Regions from separate parts of the Gossypium hirsutum genome. Here region 2 is linked to region 1. The links are chromatin contacts, called in public Hi-C maps. All regions are on one chromosome and are shown on one strand. The core of a region is the stretch at or near the end of the contact, and the rest is flanking DNA. Distances in the headings are between cores, read along the strand shown. Region 1 holds the start of LOC107948986 (pentatricopeptide repeat-containing protein At1g73710). Region 2 has its middle 8.9 kb from the start of LOC121228458.

Region 1 (6,860 bases), core at 676-3,175:
TTATTTGAGTGCAAAAGCAGTCTTACAAAAGAATAATAATTCTATACAATTAAAATTTAACTAATTCCTAATTTGTACAAAGATAAATATTAATAGTATTCTTTTTATTGATCAATTTCGTCTGTGTAATCTCTTTCAATACGAAACTTGCCTTTAAACCACGTAATAGTCCATGAAAGCTCTTGTCTCCAATGGCCAACAACCCTGTCAAAGTTGCAAAGCCCCAAATCTTCTTAGAATAGACAATAATAATTATAACATGTGATCCCTAGACTCCTCAGCCCTGTTGCACAATAAGCATACCATATCAACATTGAGACCTTGAGAAGAAAGCTTATCTTTAGTTGGAAGCCTATTTAACACAACCATCCAAGCAATGATCGACTGCTTTGGAATATGCAAGGCAAACCGGATCAGCTAATGCCATGGAACTTTATTATTTTTTACTCGAATCTCCCCCAAAATCTTTAAAGTAGCAATATTGCCAGCAGGCAACCTAGCAACAATGTCTTTTAGCTTTAAGAAATCTTCTCCAATTCTAGCTACTGGCAGATCAATTACAAGTAGCATCCCAAAAGCTCCCTCCCTTCAAAACATAAGCCCGAACCCAAGCAATCTAAAGGAGGACCTCTTCGGTAAGACGGGCCTTGATTTTTTGTAGAATGCAAGCCTTATTCCAGTCAACCAAGCTTCTCAATCCTAAGCCACCTTCAGCCTTGAGTAAGCAAATTGACTACCAGCAAATTCTAGCACCAGTAGCTGCAAAATCTTTCCCCTTTCAAAAGAATCTGGTGTAGATTTGATTAATTCTTCTTAGCACAGCTGCAGGCATTAAGAATTGTCTACACCAAAAAGCCTGAATGTTGAAGACTACAGATTTGATAAGCTACAACCGACCAGCATAGCTAAGATGTCAAGTCGCCTAACCATTGACTCTTGCCTGAATTTTCTCCAAAAGAGAATTACAATCATTAATAGACAGCTTCCTAGAAACCCGAGGCACACCCAAATAGCTTACAGGCAACCTTCCCAACTTAAAACCAGTGACCCTTTGCACAATTACTAAATCATCCTCATACCAGCAGCAAAGATCTCAGTCTTAGAAACATTAAGTTGCAAACCAGAAAAATAGTAGAACTCTTGAAGAATGCACCAAATACCAATAACTAAATTAATTGTGCCATTTGCAAGAATAAGATCATCAACAAATGAAAGATGAGTAAGATGAACTCTTAAGACATGTAGGATGAAACTTGAAAACTCCTTGCATCACTGCCATATGCAACAATTTTGAAAGAATACTCATAATGACACCTTATTCCCCTTACACCTCTAAAAAAACACAACAAACCTCCATTAATGTAAATAAAAATATGTGTTGCACTTTTTAGTAATAATAATTTTAAAATTAAATAAAAGGTTGTAAATTTGTTGTAGTTGAGCAAAAGTCAGTGCAAACTAACTTAATTCATACATTCAATTTATCATTTTTTATTAAATTAATTATTTTAAATAATTCGATTTAAAGTAAAATTAAATTGATCAATCATTTGTTAATGAAATATTGATAGACTTAACTTAATTTATACATTTGCTTTTGTAAACTTGTTGAGTGTTGGTTTCGCTTTGGTAACACTAGAGAAAAAAATTTACAAAACCAAAAATCAACCCGAATCAAGATATATAGATAATTTATGTTTGTCAAAAAAAAACAAAACATAATTTATGAAATATAAATTTAAAATTATTTAATATATAATTAATTTTATTTTTTATAGTATAAAAATAAATATTTTATATTTAAAATAATGAAAATAATTTAAAAATAATTTTTAAATATTTATAAAAACATTTTAAAATTTTGTCAAATAATAAATCTGAAAATTAATATAAAAAATTATATAAACAATTAAAAAATTCGACTGAACGGAATCAATACCAACCCTAACACCGACTCTAATGCCTTTGTGGCGAATGCTGACGTGCTAACTCCAAATCCAATTCTCCTTAAATGCTAAAAACCCAATGTCCAGCTGAGCGGAGCACCACCAAAACCCTACCAAATGCACTCACCCTAAAACCCTAAATCCCCACGAAAACCCCACCCAAAGGAAAACCCCCAATACCCACAAAATGATTCGGAGTTACAGTTCAGGAGAATTGAGTCGTGAAAGTTTCCGACCTCACATCTTGGTTTTGCCCAGTAAGTTCCCTCCCCTCCATTTTCCTTGCGTTGCTAGAGCTTTTACCGGGTTTAAATTCAATGACTCAAGATTTTCTAATAACCTAAATTTGCTTGAGCCAGGACTACGTACAAGCGTAAACTTTTATTCCCAGATGCTGAATTCAAGAGGATTTAGGTTTCATCTAGAGTTTAAGCTATACTGTCATTCCAAAACCCTGTTTTTGCCTGCTAGAAGCTCTTGGAGTAATGTCAAAAAGAAGAGGTATGGAGGTGTTTTGCCTTCGATTCTTAGGTCTTTGGATTCCGATAAGAATTTAGATAAAACCCTCGCTTCGGTTTGTGAGAATTTGAGTCCTAAAGAACAGACTGTGGTACTCAAAGAACAGAGTAACTGTGAGAGGCTTATTCATGTTTTTGAGTTTTTCAAATCATTGAAAGATTATGTGCCGAATGTAATTCATTATAATATCGTGCTTCGAGCGCTGGGGAGAGCTCAAAAATGGGATAAGTTGAGGCTTTGTTGGATTGAAATGGCGAAAAACGGTGTCTTGCCTACTAATAATACTTACGGTATGCTTGTTGATGTTTATGGGAAGGCTGGTATGGTGAAAGAAGCTTTGCTCTGGATTAAGCATATGAGACTTAGGGGACTTTACCCTGACGAAGTAACCATGAATACGGTTGTTAGGGTTCTCAAGGATGCTGGGGATTTTGATAGGGCAGATACGTTTTATAAGGATTGGTGCATTGGCAGGGTGGACTTGAATGATATCGAGTTGGATTCGATGATTGTTTTAGACAATGGGTCTGGTTCAGCCATTAGCTTTAAGCAGTTTCTGTCCACTGAGCTATTCAGGACAGGTGGTAGAAGTCCTGTTTCGGGAACTTCAGGTTCACCAGATACAGAAAGTTCTGTGAGAAAGCCACGACTAACGTCTACATACAATACTTTGATTGATTTGTATGGAAAAGCAGGTCGCCTCAAAGATGCGGCGGATGTGTTTGCTGAAATGTTGAAATCCGGTGTGGCAATGGATACGATCACCTTTAACACTATGATCTTTACATGTGGAAGTCATGGTCATTTATTGGAGGCCGAATCCTTGCTTGCTAAGATGGAAGAAAGGGGAATACCTCCTGACACGAAGACTTATAACATCTTTTTGTCTTTGTATGCTGGTGCAGGAAATATTGAAGCAGCCCTGGAATATTATAGGAAAATCAGAAAAGTAGGTCTTTTCCCTGATATTGTAACTCACAGAACTGTTCTTCATATATTGTGCGAGAGGAATATGGTTCAAGAAGCGGAGACTGTGATTGAAGAAATGGAGGAATTTGGTATTGACATTGATGAGCAGTCTCTTCCTGTAATTATAAAGATGTATATTGCTGAAGGACTGCTTGACCGAGCGAAGATGCTTTTTGAAAAGTTCATTTTGGATCATGAGCTTTCATCCAAGACAAGTGCTGCAATTATAGATGCTTATGCTGAAAGGGGGCTTTGGTCTGAAGCTGAGGCTGTATTTTATGGCAAAAGAGATAGTCCGAGGCAGAACAGAAGTGTTCTCGAGTATAATGTCATGGTCAAAGCCTATGGCAAAGCGGAACTTTACGATAAAGCTTATTCTCTCTTCAAGAGCATGAGGAATCATGGGACTTGGCCTGACGAATGCACTTATAATTCCCTAATTCAAATGTTTTCTGGAGGTGATTTAGTGGATCACGCAAGAGACCTCTTAGGTGAAATGCGAGCAGCAGGATTAAAACCAAAGTGTCAAACATATTCCTCTCTTATTGCATGCTATGCCCGTCTTGGCCAGCTTTCTGATGCTGTTGATGTGTACCAAGAAATGATCAGTGCAGGGGTGAAGCCTAACGAAATTGTTTTTGGGTCCTTAATCAATGGATTTGCTGAAACTGGTGGTGTTGAAGAAGCTCTTCAGTATTTTCGCATGATGGAAGAATCTGGTATATCAGCAAACAAGATAGTGCTAACTTCACTGATTAAGGCTTATACCAAGGTCGGGTGTTTGGAAGGAGCAAAACGTGCTTACGAAAAGATTAAGGATCTAGAGGGTGGTCCAGATATTGTTGCATCAAATAGTATGCTTAATCTTTACGCAGATCTAGGGATGGTATCTGAAGCCAGATGTATTTTTGACAATCTGAAAGAAAATGGTGGCGCGGATGGGTTTTCGTTTGCAGCTATGATGTATTTGTACAAAAGCATGGGTATGCTCGACGAAGCGATTGATGTTGCAGATGAGATGAAACAGTCTGGTTTGTTAAGGGACTGTTCTTCATACAATAAGGTGATGGCATGCTATGTCACTAATGGCCAGTTGCGTGGATGTGGTGAATTGTTGCATGAAATGATTAACCGAAAGATTTTACCCGACATGGGATCCTTTAATGTACTATTAACGTCACTCAAGAAGGGAGGCATTCCGATTGAAGCCGTAACACAACTAGAATCATCATACCAGGAAGGGAAACCATATGCAAGACAAGCTGTTATCATTACTGTTTTTTCTTTAGTAGGTTTACATGCTTATGCACTCAAATCTTGTGACGCCATCATAAAAGCGGAAATACCTCTCGAGTCTTTTGTGTACAATGCAATGATATATGCTTACGGGTCATCAGGGCAGATTGACAAGGCTTTGAACATATTCATGAAAATGAAGGATGATGGTCTGGAGCCAGACATTATTACTTACATTAATCTGGTGAGTTGTTATGGGAAAGCTGGTATGTTGGAAGGTGTGAAGAGAATATACAGCCAACTAAAGTACGGAGAGATTGAGCCTAATGAATCCTTGTTTAAGGCTGTCATGGATGCATACAAAGATGCTAACAAGCCAGACCTTGCCGAATTAGTCAACCAAGAGATGAAATTCGCTTTTGAAGGACCAGATTTTTCAGAGTCTGAGGTTGAAGGCGAAAGCGGAAGCGAAGACATTGTTCTTGACCCGTAGAATTCAAATATATATTTACCAAGAGATGAAATTTGTGTTCAAAAAGCAAAGATTATTTGGAGAGCCCAAGGCCGAAGGAAAGAGCACGGTATGTTCTCTAGAATCTTACAATCCAATCTCGTATTCAAATGTATTCAACTGTCTCTGATGGGGTGTATACTGTATAGTGACAGCAACATAAAAAGCTTCCAAGATTTAGTTGTGTAGATAATAGAAGTCAAAAGTGATTGAAGAAGGTAGAATGTAAATAGTGGCTTCAATTTATACCAAAATTAAGCATGTTTTTCTAAGTTGTTCATAATTCTATTGTGGTAGTCTATTTGGGTGTTGAGCTTGGGCCTCCATGAATGCATCAAGTAATAGCTGCTATATTTTTCTCTACTTATATATGCTTGGATGCTGTGGAATATTGTGATTGGCATTCAAAGATGTTTGTACGAAGGAATAAGCAATAGTGGCAGAAATGAATTTTCAGCCATACATGGTCATGGCCCAAGGCGGCCTCAACCCAGCTCAGCTCTTGTGCAGTGTTTTGTGTGTATATACAAAAAATTTTCCTTAAGGTGGCAGAATTTTCGATGAATGTTCAGTTTTATAACATTATCCACTTAGCAACATATTTCACAAAATTTTGAAACAAATCGACTACTATGATATCAAAGAACACAGTGCAAAAACAGCATTTGTTCGATTCCTGCCCTGGAAATCTGACTATTAGATAAGAGTTAAATCACTTTTTGAAACCTGAATTTGATAATTTTTTCCACATTAGAGCTTGACAATTGTTTCTAAATTAATGTTTGAATTTAGGATTTTCAAAGATTAATTTGAAGAAAAACAAAGTTGAGTTCCCAATATGGGAATATTTGCTAAATTTGGGGCCTAATCTGGACCAAGAAAAAGTTTAAATCCCAATATGAAAATAATTATCAAGTTTAGAGCATATCATTTAACCCTAAATAAAATGATAATAACAAAAAAACATGATCATTTCTTAATCCAAATTAAGAACTCGTGTGTATCAAATAATCTGAAAGGTTAAGGATTAATATTGTAAGACTTGATTCAATTACCTCAACAAAGTTTTGTTTTAATCATTTGTTAGGAGTGAGGAAAGGAATGAGCTCATGTCAAAATCAACATGAACACATGTATTGGTGACTATCAACCAAATAGAATACCGGTTAACTGCCATTTAAAGCCAAAATCACATGTGTAGATCATTGAAACCTCATCTTTAATTTATACAAATTTAAATTACTGGTTTTTAAAATATAATCTAAACGAAGTTAGAAATAGAAAATGTCGATCACATTCAACCAATAAATCTCGCCATATAATACTAAAACAAGTAGGTTGTTTATTATTACAAAACATTGTAGAGAAAAGGAAATATCATCAGATAAAATCTAGTTAAACTGATACTGTTTGAAAGCGAATAAATTTCAAATTAATCTGCTCCGAATAGAGTAGAATTTTTTGTTGAAAAGCAGCAACGGGACAATACAAGCTGAATTTTCTATTCTGACCCGCGAGTATCTCCCTCGAGATGCTCTACTATATAAATTACTATTTTATTCTTATATATATAATTAAAGCAAAGTAAAATAGGACATAGATGGGATACATTCAACATCCATGAAAGTAGTAATACTTTTCAATTATATATTTATCATGGAACGAGGCAAATGGTGAGA
Region 2 (6,138 bases), core at 194-2,693, 200 kb after region 1:
TGCCTTCGTTAGTTAATTAGTTTAGTTAAATTTAGAATAAAACAAATCCCTTATATTTTAGGCTAAATAATAGAAAGAAAGTTAATACTAGTACTTTTAGTCCTTGTGAATACGATATTCTGGACTCACCATAACTATACTATCATTTGATAGGTGCGTTTGCCTTAGTCGTGATTGTAGTCTAGTTTAGTGTTTCATAAAATGATCATCAAAAGTCAACTACTTAATAAATGAAAAGGGTGAGGGGCTTTTAAAGTCTTATACTGACCAAAACGAATAGCTAAAGGATGATGATCGAATTTAATCTTATGAATGTGATAAACCGTTGAGTTAGGAACCAAATTATCCCATTGTTAATTGAACAATGCACAATCAAGGCATTCAAACAAAAAACCTCTATTCCAAGTGAACTTAGGACCTTGAAAACCAATATCCTTCAAACTGTAATCAAAATAAAATTGTTGGAAGAAAGGGAAAGTACAATTATTTTTCCTTGAACCTTACTGCTTCTCATCTTCATTAAACAGTGCATTGAAATCACCTGCTAACATCTAATGACCCTTAACATTCTGGGCAATATAACCAAAAGCAACCCATAAATCCTTTCTCAAGACCCACCAAGGGCTCCTATAAATCCCAGTAAAAAAAGCCCAATCATGCAAATCCAAAAATTTCACTTTCAAGAGCACGAATTGAAAATTATTAACTTCCACAATCACATTAACAATACCCTTCCACAAAATCCGAACTCTCCCAAAGAAACCACTAGCTTCAACTTTATGAGAATTTAGCAATCCAATCTTTTTAGTAACACATTTTTCCTTAAACCCACTAACTCTGGTTTCAACTAGAACAACCACATTAGGATCAAAATCATGTAAATATTCCTTTAAAAATTTTTGAAATTTTGGATTTCCTGCACATTGGCAGTTCCACACAACTATATAAGCTTTCATGGAAAATCTAAATTAACCAAACCTGAACCAGAAGATTAAGTTTGAAGAGGCGCCCATCTCCACTATACCAGCCTCGTCATCTTGAACATTATCACAAGGAACTTCCAAAATTTGGTCTAACACCATATGGCCTGGCTTAGCTAACAGATAATTTCTCGAATGATTCCTCATACTTTGTTCTCCAAGTTCCAAACGTCTCACTAACCTGTTAATTGCTTGCTTTAAAAGAATCGGTAAATTCATTCCAAGCTGGCGTAGATCATTACTGTGATCACCAATTTCCAGCATGTCTTTTGAGATTTTCTTCTTCAATGACAATGGAAACTAATTTGGGGAAATTAAATTGGTAAATCCCAAATTGTCATTGAAATTAGCAGCAGAGCCTTCATGTAGGCTTCTGTTTTCTTTCAAAATCAGTAGAGAGTGGTGTTTGGGATCAAGTAGCATAAGCCTATTTGAGTTCCCTCCATTTCTCCTTCCCAGCCCAAACTTTAACCCAGTATCCTTACTCCTGAAACCAGAACTGGGCCCATCCTTTCGGATACTTAACTTCATATCCAATGGCCCATTTAAAAATTGTTTTTGTTTCCTAGGCTTGTTTGCAACTTTTAGCCCCTGTTCTTTTGAGCTTTTATTTTCAGATGTATCCTTCCCTAATTTGTCTCATATTTTTACTATAACTTCACTAATCCTATCCCCATTATTATATTCCAAAAAATCAGCCTCTATCCCACAATCATTACTCTATTTCTGAAATTGAAAGGATTCCGAAACTGATGCATGTATTCCATCATTCACCTCTCCAACTTTGGAAAGTACATTAACCCGAGATCCAACCTGATTATTTCCCTGAGTTGGTCCTGAACTTGTGACTCCCTATCGTTGCTAACACCGTTGTCAAAGATTAACCACCATCCACTTGTCGAATTCCTCTTTTTCCACCATTTCTTGAACACCCACACTATCCCCTTGCTGATTTGGTGATTTATTACCATGAAGATTCTCCCCATCACCTTTCATGCCCTTCTCCAGATAACTATATGGACAAATATCCTGCAAATGTCCAAATCTCCCATAATGGAAGCAAATTGATGGAAGAGAATCATACTCAATTCAATGAAGTCTGCTCGCAACTCTGATATTTGAAACCAAAGGTTTGGACAGATTCATTAGCACTACAAACCCTGCAAACTGGCCCCTTGATCCTTTGTCCGTTTGGAAATCAACTTTGACCACCTTTCCAATCAAACTTCAAGTCTCTTGCAGTAGGCCTTTTATATAGAGCTCCAAAGAGCCCTAAAATACGGACCCAAGCCACAACACTTTGTGAAAAATCCTCAAGAGTTGAAAATTGAGTTGACCAAGACTGAATGGTCAAATAATGTCCGAAGATCACCCATAGACCCTTTGAAACAACATTATTGTAGTCCAAGTCAGATTCAAGCTTTGCCAAATAATAGTCGTTACTGATATTCATTAGTTGAAATCTCATCTTTGGTTTCCATAAGGCACACACCCTGTTCCATAAGGCGTTATATCAAATTTTCCTTCCCAGCAACTTGACTACTAGTGTCTTCGACATGCTCTTTTTAGTAAGTCCATAAACCCTGTCCGAAAACTTAATTGAAGGCACTTCATCAATGACATCTTTCCTCACATCATCTTCTCGAAGATCCAAATCATCCATGTTAGGATCGACATGATTAAGCAACAAGTAAAAAAAATAGCGGAATAAATTGAAAAATTGAACACACAAATTTAACGTGGAAAAACCCCTCCAAAGAGGATAAAAAACCACGGGCAAAGATGATTTTACTATAATGGCAAAAGAACGAAGAGTAAAAAATATAGAGATAAAAAACTAAACCCCAAAAACTCAAAAACAAAGAGCCCTCAAAACGTAAACACAAAATTCTCTAAATGTGTTATGAGTTCTAATCTCTAATGGGCATATTTTCTAAGGTTGTAAAAGAACCTATTTATAGGCTAAATTAGTAGGTCAAATAAGCTATGCTAATAAATGCTAAATATATTATACTAATAAATACTAAATCTTCTAGAAATAAAATATATTTTGTTTAACTTGACTTGCAAACAATCTCTTAGAATTTAGGTTACACAACTCTAACAATCTCCACTTTGACACAAATTCTTACAACGCCATCTTTGCCAAAACCCGCCACGGGCCTATCTTGAACTATGCAAGGATTAACTAAGTCGAATCTATGCTTAGAAGCTAGAAGACTTCTGGCCTTCGACTTGTATATTGCCAAATCAAAATTAACTCGGGTCTTATTTTCATGAACATAGTGCCTTAACTTTTCAAAACATGCATCCAAAAGAGAACCTTTGTTCAACGAAACGATCATACTTTTTTCCCTCCTATGACCAAGTTGCCTCCACTACAAACGAGTTGACTTCAACTCCATAACAGATAAGGGACGTCTGATTTCACCGGTTATTGTAGATCCTTCCAGAATATAAAGACTGATGGTTCTTTTACCTTTTAACAAAATGAGAACTCCAAGAGATACTTTAATGTCACTCGACTCGATGTTGATTATGCATCCTTTAAAGTCTAAAATACTCAATGAGATGAGATTCTTTTGTAAATCAGGTACATACCTGACATCTGAGAGTGTCCTAATCGTTCCATCGTGTATTTTAATTTTAACAGTACCAATACCAATTACCTTACTAGATGAATCATTTCCCATGTGCACAACTCCACCTTCAACTGAACTATATGTGGAGAACCATTCTCTATTGGGACACATGTGAAAAGAACATCCCGAATGTAGGATCCACTCAGACGTGAGCTTGAATTTATCGCTCTTTGACATTAACAAGAAATCATCACCACTTTCATCAGCCAAATTAGCACCAGCTCAGATTTTTTATTTCGCAGTTTATAACAATCTGCTTTGACGTGACCTAACTTTTTACAATGGCAACACCTTTGTCTCATTTCTTTGATGCTACTAAAACAAAAGCTTGCCTATCTGCCTTCCTATCCAAACCAAACTCATTGTCGAGTTTGTCTCTACTCAACAAATGACTCTTCACATCTTCGAACAAGAGTTTGTCTCTACCATAAATCATGGTCTCCCTGAAAGACTTGTATGAAAGGGGTAAAGAGCACAATAATAGCATAGCCTAATCTGCATCATCAATATGAACCTCAACTTTAATGGGCACTAAACTAACTAAAATTATGAAAAAGGCAAGTGCACCTATCAAATAATAGTATAGCTATGGTGAGTCGAGAATATTGTATCCACAAGGACTAAAAGTACTAGTACTTACTATTTTTCTATTATCTAGCCGATAAATTAAAGGAATTGTTTTTAATCTAAAAATAACTAAGCTAATTATTAAGAATGCTACAGAAAATGAATTAGGAAAACAATTAAATTAAACCAATGAGATAGACAATACCCAGGAAAGAATCCACCTAAACTTCACTTATTATTATGAATCTGAATTAAATGATTTATTCACTTGCGCCTTGATCCGTATAAATCCCTAAATTATGTTAATATCTCTTTTGAGAATAAGAACAACTGAATCTAGGTTTGATTAATTGAAATCTTTTTCTAATTAAAACTCCTATTGTCGCATTAACTTGATCTATGGAATCCCCTATTATATTTTACTCTAATCCGGTAGATTTATGTCGTCCTATTTCTATGATTGCATGCAACTTCATTCAATTATGCTAGATCTACTCTTAAATAGGGACTTTTGCTCCACTGAAATAAGTACATTAAGCATGAATTAATATCCTAAAAATATTAAAACATGAAATAAGTATACATAATTGACAACAAGAATAAAGTGTTATCATGTAATTTAGAAATTAAATAATAAGATTCATATAGATTTCATCTTCTGTAGGTATCTAGGGAATTTAGTTCATAATCTAGAATAACATCATCTCAAGGTTAGGAAAACAACAAGACATAAAGAAACCCAATAAAACTTCTAAAGAAATTGAATGGAGATCTTCAATCTTGAAGGAGATCCGCTTCTAAAATGAATCCGATGGCGTTCTTTGAGTCTTTTCTTTGTTCTTCTCTGCGTCCCCTTAGGTCTTTTTTTAATATGTATTTATAGACTTTAGAATGCTCAGAAAACTTAAAATTGGGTTTTTTCGCGTATTTGGGAAACAGGGTGCAAAATCAACACGGGCTGGCACATGGGCATGTGGCTAGCTCGTGTAGCTCACACGGACATGTGGCCAGCTCGTGTGTAAATGCTCATGCTGTGTGGATCCTAGAAACAGCTCTTTTTGCCCGATTATGGCTCATTTTTCGTTCCTTTCGCTCCCTTATGCTCGCCTAAGTATAAAAACATGAATTTAAAGGTTTGGAGCATCAAATTCACTAATTTACATAATAAATCATCTAAAAACGCATCAAGAATGGGATTAAAAACATGTTACTTTTATGGTTTATAAAATATCCCCACTTAAGTGTTTGCTTGTCCTCAAGCAAAATCTTCAACTCACAATTAAAAATTAATCTTTCTCAACTTATAATTCTCATAAATAATGTTTTTTCATGATTCAAAAATAATCATACATTGATAATTCAACTAAAAGAGCATTAAAGATTCAAACAATCCAAGTCGAGCATTTTTTAAATCATGAAAACATAGGTATTTCCCTTTATCTAAGTAATTACCTTTAATTTAAAACCGGTAAGAATTGACATCCTTACTAAAGATTCACTCAAATCACTCAAAGTATTTAAGGTTCAAAAATAAGCACTCAATAATCAAACATGAAAAGTTATTACCATAGGCTTGCATGAAAATCAAATCTCCACCACTATAAAATGAGATAATACACAAATCAAAAGGTCTTTAAGAGGTTGTAATGGGGCTTAGGTTAAGAGTGTGGAGAAAGGATGAAGAAGATGGTTAAAATTGAGATCGAATTGATAAATTACCGAACTAGAAAAAATAAACAAATGCTAAATTAAAAACAATTACATCAATCGAAAACTATTCAAGAATAACACGAGCTTCTTCTAAAAATATGAATTCAACTATTCAAGCTCAATTATTATAGAACTAAGTAATAATCAATATATATACATGTTTTTTTAGAACAATAAATAACAAGAAATAATTCAGCAACTGAAACAAAATAGCATAGTTAGACAACTAACCAACTCAA

What was found. A called contact is a pair of places that touch in the nucleus more often than the background predicts.
Region 2: a contact with region 1 is called in a Hi-C map of leaf, with 2.0 times the contacts expected there. The contact joins the enhancer-like site here to the promoter of LOC107948986 in region 1. A contact is called at or near these places in 2 of 34 Hi-C or Micro-C datasets (hypocotyl and leaf).

Annotation. Positions count from the first base shown.
Region 1 is chrA04:82,284,569-82,291,428 of Gossypium_hirsutum_v2.1, forward strand. It overlaps LOC107948986 (pentatricopeptide repeat-containing protein At1g73710), which reads left to right and starts at 1,926. Exons shown (of 2, transcript XM_016883676.2): 1 at 1,926-2,203; 2 at 2,306-5,453. The coding sequence starts at 2,134. The coding sequence ends at 5,163.
Region 2 is chrA04:82,480,843-82,486,980 of Gossypium_hirsutum_v2.1, forward strand. No RefSeq gene overlaps it. Among protein-coding and RNA genes, the nearest start is that of LOC121228458, 8.9 kb to the right of the region's middle. Within about 2 kb of position 1,444, at least 6 of the 9 cell types and tissues checked have an H3K27ac peak or open chromatin away from gene starts, as enhancers often do. A contact at or near this core is called in leaf, where this site is marked.